3 separate regions of the Mus musculus genome follow, and all the other regions are linked to region 2. Evidence: chromatin contacts called from public targeted proximity ligation data. All regions are on one chromosome and are shown on one strand. The core of a region is the stretch at or near the end of the contact, and the rest is flanking DNA. Distances in the headings are between cores, read along the strand shown. Region 1 overlaps Slc1a1 (solute carrier family 1 (neuronal/epithelial high affinity glutamate transporter, system Xag), member 1). Region 2 holds the start of Cdc37l1 (cell division cycle 37-like 1). Region 3 has its middle 3.4 kb from the start of Gm9895.

Evidence for each region.
Region 1: a targeted proximity ligation map of the HPC-7 cell line shows a contact between it and region 2, with 6 times the contacts expected there. A contact is called at or near these places in 1 of 39 promoter capture datasets (the HPC-7 cell line), 1 of 484 Hi-C or Micro-C datasets (nephron progenitors), 3 of 130 datasets of targeted methods (the HPC-7 cell line, embryonic stem cells and intestinal villus epithelium) and 2 of 9 other capture datasets (adipose tissue and pancreatic islet).
Region 3: a contact with region 2 is called in a targeted proximity ligation map of embryonic stem cells, with 8 read pairs. A contact is called at or near these places in 4 of 39 promoter capture datasets (the 3T3-L1 cell line, the SN4741 cell line, erythroid cells and 1 more), 38 of 484 Hi-C or Micro-C datasets (CD4 T cells, CD8 T cells, the G1E-ER4 cell line and 27 more), 12 of 130 datasets of targeted methods (the 230-238 cell line, the NIH/3T3 cell line, bone marrow-derived macrophages and 7 more) and 2 of 9 other capture datasets (adipose tissue and liver).

The regions. Positions count from the first base shown.
Region 1 is chr19:28,912,776-28,916,052 of GRCm38.p6, reverse strand. Slc1a1 (solute carrier family 1 (neuronal/epithelial high affinity glutamate transporter, system Xag), member 1) reads right to left here. Exons shown (of 12, transcript NM_009199.3): 12 at 2,093-3,277. Among named protein-coding and RNA genes, the nearest start is that of Plpp6, 50 kb to the left of the region's middle.
Region 2 is chr19:28,988,919-28,991,967 of GRCm38.p6, reverse strand. It overlaps Cdc37l1 (cell division cycle 37-like 1), which reads right to left and starts at 1,601. Exons shown (of 7, transcript NM_025950.4): 1 at 1,299-1,601. The coding sequence starts at 1,430.
Region 3 is chr19:29,062,263-29,065,596 of GRCm38.p6, reverse strand. No RefSeq gene overlaps it. Among named protein-coding and RNA genes, the nearest start is that of Gm9895, 3.4 kb to the left of the region's middle.

The DNA.
Region 1 (3,277 bases), core at 8-2,507, 76 kb after region 2:
CAGGGGCACTGGTTACCATGGAGACTTGGGAGAACTGTGTAGGTGGAGAGCAGACCACAGGGGATGGGGAGAGGAAAAGAGGGAGAGGGGGGAGAGGTGAGAGAAGGGGGAGAGAGAGGAGAGAGGAGAGAGAGAGAGAGAGAGAGAGAGAGAGAGAGAGAGAGAGGGATCTATCTGCCTCTAACAGCCCTTCTGGAAAAAGTGGACTCTGATTGAAATAGTTAGAAGGGACTTGGGTGGAGACGGATATGATACTGAGGATATCAATCAGCCATAAAGAGGGGAGAGGTCAAGCCACTGGGTGAAAGGAGGTTCATTGACATTTTAAACTGCCTACTGCCCCAATGGGGAAATGAGGAGAGCGAATTTGTCTAAGTAAATCTGGTTGTAGCAAATTCAGTGACATTAGAAAGCACCAGCAACCTTGAAGGAGGACACTGCAGGCTATCATGCACCATAGGAAAAGACTTAGAATCATGTATGTGTCCTAGCTGGGTGAACTTGGGCAAGTTTCTTAACCTTGGAAGGTCAATTTCCTTCGTCTGGAAAACGGCAGTAGGAGGAGTGTTCAAAAGAACAAATAGGATTATATACATGTAAAATACTTAGGCCTATGCCAGCACAGGTCAACACTTGGTGTTGCAAGGATCATACTCATGTTTTTAAATCACTTATTGAGATGTTTGTCCTACAAGAAGCTGTAATTGTGACCACCTGTACAGTCCGAGCCATCCATGTCCATCACCTCGGCCCAGCCCGCATTCCCTTCTTTATTAGACGCTAAAGACCTTCTAAGCAAAATTTTAAGCATTGCAATGCAATATTTTAAGGATAGGCATTAGGCTGCAAAGTAGATCTCTTCAATGACACTTAAGTGTTTCAAAATGTTCAGGCCACCCTAGATTTGAATTAAAGTGAACTTCCAGCATCCCTGGCCTTTTCTGCCTGGCAGTGCCCAGTGAAGGGAACAGTGTCCCCACCGCTGTTCCTTATGTGACCCTGGGAGAGTCTTTACCTTTTGTGCCAGGTTTTTTTGGGGGGTGGTGGGCCTGGTAGGAAGATGGTGGGCGTGTCTTATATTACTGGAAAGGAATACAAAGGTAAGAAGGTACTGCAGTTGTGTGCCCGCAAGCTGTGTGTCTCCTGCGGTTTCTTACCGAGAATTTACTAAATGCAGAATACCAGTAGAGATGTATGTCGTCTTAGTGCTCTGCCAAGGGTGTGCAGGACCTCTTCCTTCCTGCCACAGAGGGAAGGCTCTTAATCACCATCAAAACCACTATTGCTTCTTCTCCCCTCTTCTGATCACCAGGTCACAGTATTTCCCGTGGTGACTCTAAAAATAGAGCTGGGTTTTTAATAACCCAGAGAGCTACAAAAAATTAAAGTCACCTGTTGGTACTGATAAGAATACTCTCTGTGGATATCATTTGGGAGATGGCTAAGCTTGTGGGGTGGGCTTCTGCTCAGTTCCACCAGCTATTCCAAACTTTGTTCTAAATTGGTGTGTTGTTGGGAATGTCTCTACCCTGCATTGCAGTCAAGACTCCGTCCTGGATTCCTGTGGCCAGAAAGCAACTGGCACTTTAATGCTGCCTTTCCTCGGTGGGGCCAAGAAATTGTCTGTTCCTCTGATATCTATTACACACGAGTCCTGTTTTGAAGACTGGTACCTGGGGTGCTCAGGTAGGGAGCATGTCCTTTCTCTCAAGGGCATCCAAAGCCAGCCACTTGTAATTGGTAGTCCTTCAGCAAACCAAGTCCCCTTATCAGGTGGTCACACAATTGAGATTCGGTTGAGTCACATAATAGTAGTTTCTAGCAAATCCTATTTCCGTTTCAGTCACACACTAGGAGCCCAATTGTCCACAACGGGCTAGCCTTTCCGTCTTGTAATCCTCACTGGTGAACAAGAAGGACTGGTGTGTCTTCCTCAAGTCCTGACCTTTCTTTCTCCGGGTGACAAAACATTTCCAAGCCCATCTTCTCTGGTTTTAAAGCCAATGATCTCAGATTGCTTCTAGCACCAGCCCACAACTCACTTTCTCACACTTACCCAGGTAAATAAAAGAACAGATGAGAGGCAGAAAGATAAGGGGAGAAAGAGTGGGGGAGATGTTTATTGAGAAGGAAGTGGAACATATCATCTTGAGTTAACAGCACAGTGTGTGAAGTGGCTGGTTACAAGATGACCCCAATGATCTTGTGAACGGCTCTGCCAATTCACTGCCACTAAGGAGAACCACCTGATAAGGGGACAGAACCATCCACTCCTAAATAAAATATCCATTCAACCTCATTTAGATTTAGATTTACTTCCTATAAAGAATACAGATATTTGTACTTCAAAGTTCGGAGTCAAGGGTCACCGTGACGGTCAGTCGGTAGCTTTCAGGTGGGCGTGGCCAACTCTGAGCATTCGGTTACCTTCCTGCTATCTTTGGCACGATTTCTGGCTTCTTAAATATAAAAGCACGGGTTTAAGATGACTTAAGGGCACTACAGAAACACGGCTGTTATGAACCTGTCTCCAAGTTAAGAACAAGTTTTTGTTGAGTTTTATTTACAGGATGAGGACAGAAGTGTAGACTTTTATAAGCCATCTTCGGGAATTAGCAGGAGAAAGACAGGCAGAGGATTCTAAGCCACAAGGCTGAGATTCCCAGAACAATCCTCTCCAGGGAAGGACTGAAGTATTGTCCCTGAACCGCTGGTACCAGTCGCTTATGGCCTGGCTTTTCTTCTGTAAAAATACAGTGTAGAGCTGGGCATGGTGGTACCTACCTTTCAGGCCAGCACTAAAGAGGCAGAGGCAGGAGGATCTCTGTGAGTTTGAGGCCAGTCTAGTCTACATAGTGAGTTCCAGGATATCCAGGGCTATGTAGAGAGGCGCTGTCTCAAAAACTAAAAAATAAAAAAACCAGAAGATAAAATAAAAAGACGACAGTATAAGGATAGCTTGGTCACCTTGCAATGAGGCTTATTCAATTTAGGCCACCCCGTTTTGAAACAGCAGTGGCTTGTCACTGCTGGTTTGGCCCTGGGGGTGGGGGGCGCAGGCAGAGAAAACCAAGAACAGAAAAGTGACAGCCTTGTGAAGTGGGTCTTGAAGTCTACTTGAAGATCGAAGCCTTTTGTTGCTATGGGAGCACTTCCTGCCTCTACAGTGCCTTTGTAAATGTACTTATTCCATGCTCGCAGGGAGCCTCCCCCTCCCGGGAGCCTGACCCTAGATGTTGTACGTGAATGGCTGTGTCATCTTAGAGTTTCACCATAA
Region 2 (3,049 bases), core at 352-2,851:
AGAAGCGTCCTGAAAAGAACACCGGACTGGGAGTCATGAGTTCTAGTGGGGACCCTGCACTGTCTAACTAAATGACCCTGGGAGATCTCCTTTAGTGAAGGCAATAGAAGCCTTCTTAAACCCCATCACCTAAACAAATGCACAGGTAAAATCGTTTTAAAATGTTGGGTTTCTTGGATTACTTCTTCGAGTCAACCACAGTGCACTGAAATTGAGGCAGTTTCCCCTTGCCTGTCCAAATTGACACCAGCAACTTTTCGTTTTCTCCCTCTGCAATACTAAGTATACACAGATGATACTAGTGATCCGTAACTAGGTGACTACTGACCCATCAATTCTCATTTTGCCTTACTTTCCCTATGACTAGTTGGCTGACCATAGTCTGTGGTTATGAAACAGCATACTGTGGGTGAGCCCAATCAACTCAGCTGACTGACTTGCGGGCAGACAATTTAAACCAGTCATCTTTAAGAAAAGCTATTATAATATTGGACCACATTTTTGCAAAAACGCCTGGAAATCAGACACCTACAATCAATTTCATTGAAAAGATTAGTGTTCAGTCTATGCTTTTGAAATCTGGTTCAAAACACACCCAGGTGAAAAGTCGGGAGAAGGTGATGTTCGCAGCATAGCACAGCACCCCTATAAAAGCCATAACTGGCATATAACACTTGACAGTTTCCGAGGCAAGAAAGCTGGGTTGAAAAACACATGTAGTATCAGAAACTTCGGGAAGAAGCCTGAAAGCCAATTCGGTGGCTGTATGTTTTCACCGGAGGCTGACGCGGAATCAAACTATGAATACAGTAAAGGACCAATGATAGAAACGGAGGTGTGTGCCAGCGTCAAAGGCAAGGCTTACAGAATTTGCTGAGATGTCAGCGCGGCAAAGAGCACGTGAGATGTTTATGTCAGGACTCGGTGTACTATTTTAGAAGTACAATCACTCTCTGTTCCTATCAACTGTGCACAAAGTAGCTGGAGCTCGTAATAAAGGCTCGGATGAAAGCACGCACCAGAGGACAAAGGGTCAATGTTATACACTTGAGCGGCCCCCAAAGCTCCACGCAGACAGCAGCAGAGAGGGGGAGGAGGAACCTCTCGCAAAGGTGAGGGGCAACCAGCCCCGGTGCAGGGACAAGTGTGCGTGGACGTGGAGGTCGGGAATGCGCGCGTGATCGCCTCCTTTTCTCGCGGAAGATGCTGCCAGAGCTGTGGCTTGGCATCAGGCTCCCCCGCGATGCCCGCAGACATTTCCCATCCCCCGCCCCCGGCAGAACGCAGGCCGCTCTCACCTGGGCGCCGCCGTCCGGTACCGGAGAGTAGTGGGACGAAGAGGGGGACACGTCTAAGTCACTCTCCTCCTCGGTTTCCCCGCCAGTCCTCGGGAAGCTCCAGGGGCCCGGTGGCGGCCACGGCTGCTCCATGTCCCACTGGTCCGGGCCCGGCAACCGCCAGCGCCAACGGCCCTGGCGTGAGTGGAACCTGCTGGGCGGAGCCAGCCGCCCGGCCGGCCACGGTCGTTACCCAGAATCCCTCTGCCCCTGGCGAAGCCGATGCACCCCCGGAGCAGGCCTGGACTGTGCCGCCGGCGGACTGCGGAAGAAGAAGTAGCCGGCCGGGACGTCATTTCCGGGGGCGTGACCGGGCGTGGCCACGTCTGGACGAAGAAGCAAAGTCTGGAGTTTAAGTCCGGGAAAGCTAACTAGGGTTTCTGCAGGTTCGGATCCGGGCGTTCAAAGGGTGTTCTGACTTGTCCCTCTTCTATTTCAAAAGCTCCTTCGTGTAGAGCAATCTAAGTCGGAGTCGAGGGGGACCGATTTAGAAAGCACAGCCAACTTTCCTTTAACTTCAAATTACCCGCGACAAGACTGTTCTCCAAACCCTGCTACAGCGGAGGAGGACACTAAAAATAAAATACTGGGGCAAGCACATTTGTAAAGAATTGAGACAAGTAGTAGACGTATCAGAGGGCTTTCCGTTCCTCGTGTCTTTTTAGAATCGTGAAGATCCGAGTACTCACTGTCCCTTTTCTTTTTGAGACAAAATGACCCACCATAGCCCGAGAACACATTTTAAGCGAAAAACTCAAAGATTGGGAATGTACCCTGGCAGTAGAGTGCTCATTTAACTAACACAGGCAAGGCCCTGATTTTAGTTTCTAGGACCAGGGAGAGGGAAACAGACACCTAGGAACTAGGAAAGTCTAACTTCACAACCCGCACGTTTAACAATTTAGCTTGTTGTCTATTCGCAATCAGATAAGACGACAGACTATCAGTCTTTCAAGCTTTGATTGATTGGCAAACTGTAGGTAGGGGTGTGTGGGGGCGTGAGGTTCACAAGGGTAGGCCAGAGGACCACATCAGTTCTCCTGCTCTGTTATTTTTCACAGCATTCCCTTGAGACAAGGTTTCTTCTCGCTGAGCTCAGAGAACTGACACCAAGCCTTCTGTCTCAGCCCATTTAGAGCTAGGATTAGAGGTGCAGGTTTGTTGGGTATTTGAACTACCGTCCTCATGCTTGCTCAGCTACCATTTTTACCTACTGAGTCATCTGCCTTAGCCCTGACTGGCAAACGCTAAAGGCTCGTTAATCCTAATGGTCGAGCGATAGATGAGAAAAATGCTGTTAAGCATGCTGTGTAACATTTAAGGAAGAGGGATGACATGAAAAGCCTATGTGCTTCAGTTCAGCTCTTTCATGATCAGGAAAATACCCAACAGTATTTTTACAGCGGAATCTAATACAAAGACAGTTTTGGGGTGGTAAAAGAAAGCTAAAAATAAGTAAGTAGAAGCAATGGAAGAGTAGATCTCAGCGTGCTGATGTGGAAATATCTCTGAAATGAACAAGTCTGTAATCCTGGGAAAGGCTGAGACATGAGGATTCTCAAGTTCACCACCAACCTGGGCTACACAGAAGGGGCACTCACTGGGTTAAAGAAACCAAATTACAGAATTAGATTATGTAAAGTGAGAAGTTATGGTTTATTTGTTTTGTTTTGCTTTGTTTTTGTTTGTTTGTTTTAAGGAGCAGGGCAGAG
Region 3 (3,334 bases), core at 382-2,881, 74 kb before region 2:
TGCAGAAAACTGGGGCTATGTGGACATGACCATGTAAGGACTCGGGCATTCCTCTAGATTTATTCCACACACACACAGTGGACTTGATGCTTCTGAGCTCAACCCCATGCAGCTTTCCCTAGAGTTTTCCCTAGAGTTGCATGTTAGCTCTTCAGGAATGGGAAGCTCTGCCCCCCATTAACTCAAACACATCTGTATGCAGTCTTCATGCCACTTGGGCTCCTATGCTCATACCAGACACCTCCAAACAGGACACCCCCCTACGAGTCAGTTTGGGTCACACTGGCTTCTGGTTGCCTGTTTTGCTTGGCTCCTATCTAACTGTATACCAGGTTATTCAAGGAAGAAAATGAGAAATTGTATCCGTTCTTTTGTTATTTTATAGTATTTGTTTTAAAAAAATTATCATACAAGGTATTAGTCATCACAGTATTTGTTTGTTTGTTTATTTTTGGGACAAGGTTTCTTTGTGTTGTCTTGGCTGTCCTGGAATTCACTCTGTAGACCAGGATGGCCTTGAACTCACAGAGATCCACTTGCCTCTGCTTCCCAAGGGCTGGGATTAAAGGCATGCACCACCACCACCGAGCCCTTAAAGCATTTAATTTAATAGATTCTCCTTTCCCTCCCCTCCCCTCCCCTCCCCTCCCCTCCCCTCCCCTCCCCTCCCTTCTCCCTCTCCCTCTCCTCCCCTTTCCACCCCTCCCCTCCCTGCTCTCCTCTCTTCTTTCCCAGGAACTCTATGCTATGGTGTGACCTAAACTGTGTGATTCCCTTGAATTACGCCCTCTTGTGCAAGGAGTCTGTGCTGTAGACTCCTTGCTTCCTCCTTCGAGTCCCAATTCTCTCTGCTTTGGGCTTGGAGCCTTGGGAAGACAGCAAGCACCTCAGGATGGTTCCTCCTTCAGGGCCCCTGGCTGAAGGTCTGCTGGCAGAAGAAACCAGTTCAGCCGGGGCCATGGTCTTGCCTGATAGTTGGCTGTTGGTTCAGGCCAGCCCTATCAGTCACTTGCACGCCGATGCCCTTTGGGGGAAGGGGAAGAGGCGTTGGCTACGGAGCCCCAGCCTTTAACTGTGGGCTGACTTCCCACGTCTCAAAAGACTGCCAAGACAGCCCTTCAGACAGCTTTGTGAGGGAAATGGTTTTAAAAGGTTAGTCCAATTAAACACCCATAAAGGAAACAGTAGATGACTAACAGAAATTACAGGCTAGCTACACTCTTACTGAAATGGCAGACTCATTTGTGTCTTTGAGTAATTTCATAACACACAGTGCTTGCTCATAGAGAATGAAAACTAGGACCATTAGGAGTGTCCATCCAGTCCTTTCATTACCTCCCAGGCCTTGTCAGGTTGCGTTCCCTGGCTTCTCTCATTCAAAGCACGCCATCAGAAACCAAATTACTCATACAAGTGAGAGTTACAGACAAAGTAAATACGTAAAAATATAATCCAATTGAGCTGCCTTTGAGGCTTGAATTTCCAGCAAAACATTTCCTGGGACGGCATTTACGTCGACTCAGCGCCACCTGCCGGTAGGTGGAATCTTAGCAACTGAATGTTCATTGGCCAGGCACGGCCACGTGGGTAGAGTGGGGGCGGGGCAGCTCATTCCGCCTATTCATTCTGAAAGCAGTCAGGTGTGTTGGTGAAGTGCCAGGCGCTGTGTCCTCAGTGAAAGGAATATCATCACTGCCCTGTCTAGTGCCGTACTTCTTAAAACTAGGCACAAGCCGGAATCATCCTGAGATGAAGTTCAGACTTTTAGACTCTCCTCTAAAAAGATTGTAGTTAATGGACTAGAATAGGTCCTGAGAACCTGTATTTTTAAACAGAATGGCTGACTCAGCAGTTCTCAACCTGTGGGTTGCGACCCCTTTGGGGATATTTCACAGGGGTTGCCTAAAATCGTCAGAAAACACAGATATTTACATTGCCATTCATAATAGTAGCAAAATTACAGCTATAAAGTAGCACAAAAAATATATATATATGGTCGTAGATCACCACAGCATGAAGAACTATATTAAAGGGTCACAACATTAGGAAGGGTAAAGACGACTCATCTAGGTGATTCTGAGGAACAGGAAATCCATGAGGAAAAAGTAAATATAGAGAAAAGCCGAAAAATCTGTAAAGGCAATGGGGCCTGGGACTCCCCTACTTCTGCAGGTAGCACGAGGAGCCACAGCCAGAGCAGTTGTAGGCAACTGAAGGCTTAGGTTTGATTACTAGTGTAAGATGGGGGTGTGAGTATGATATGAATGTTGTTGCCCTGCTTTTAACTATGGCTGCAGGTGAGCCCTGGGCTCCCATTCATGTCCTGGATTGACTTGGTTTTGAATATAAGAAACAGGTATAGGTCCTATAGGTCCCCTTCTCAGCATCCTTCTATCCCGTGGGTCCTGGGGGTTGAACCCAGGTCATCACTGCTGTCAGCAAGCGTCTTCATGCACCGAGCCGGACCCCTGGCCTTCTAAGTCCTTTTGTTTTGTATTGGTTTTGCTTTGCTGGGAATGAACATGGCTTTCCTGCTGAGCCCCAGACTAGCCCGTTCTTTATATGACATCACACCATGCCCACAGCTGATCTGATCCAGCCCCTGGAATTCCTTTTATATCTGTGTAACTTTCTCCACAGATATATGTCTGTGGGTGCTATTTGGAGTCAAAAACAGACTTTTTCTGGATGTCCACTCTTTGTCCCTAAGGGGCATGGAGAAACTTCTCACTCTGTTCTTCTGCTGTTGATACAAAACACAGTTCTTGCCTCAAATGGGATAGTTTATTCTGGAGCCAAATGTGGGTGACCACAGCCCAGGAACACAGATCCAAGCAGACCAGAAAGATAGATCCCACTGCAAAGGGCCACATGAGATGTATTAATTATGGAACAAAGTCATAAGTCAAGACAGTTACCAAATACACTGGTGGAGACAACAGTTAGGCAGGCTACAGCAAAGCAGGGAACCTTTGTTATAGGTCCCAGATGTGATCTGCTAACATCCTAACTTCTGGGTTGGTGGAAACTGGTGGTCTGTTAAGAATACATCCTGGGTCAGACACAGGGATGGGCAGTGCATGGCTTTCAAAGATATTTTGCTCGGGTCTGTAACAGTCTTTGTGTATGTGAGGATGTGTAGATGGGTGTGCTTGTGTGTGTGTGTGTTTATGTGTGTGTGTGTGTGTGTGTGTGTGTGTGTGTGTGTGTAAGGATGCCCTTATAAGTGCACAAAGGCCAGGCCAGCCGGGAGAGGTCAGGGGACAGGTGACTTCCTCATTTGCTCTCTGCCTTATTCCCTTAAGATAAAGGAACCTGAACCTGGAACTCTGGT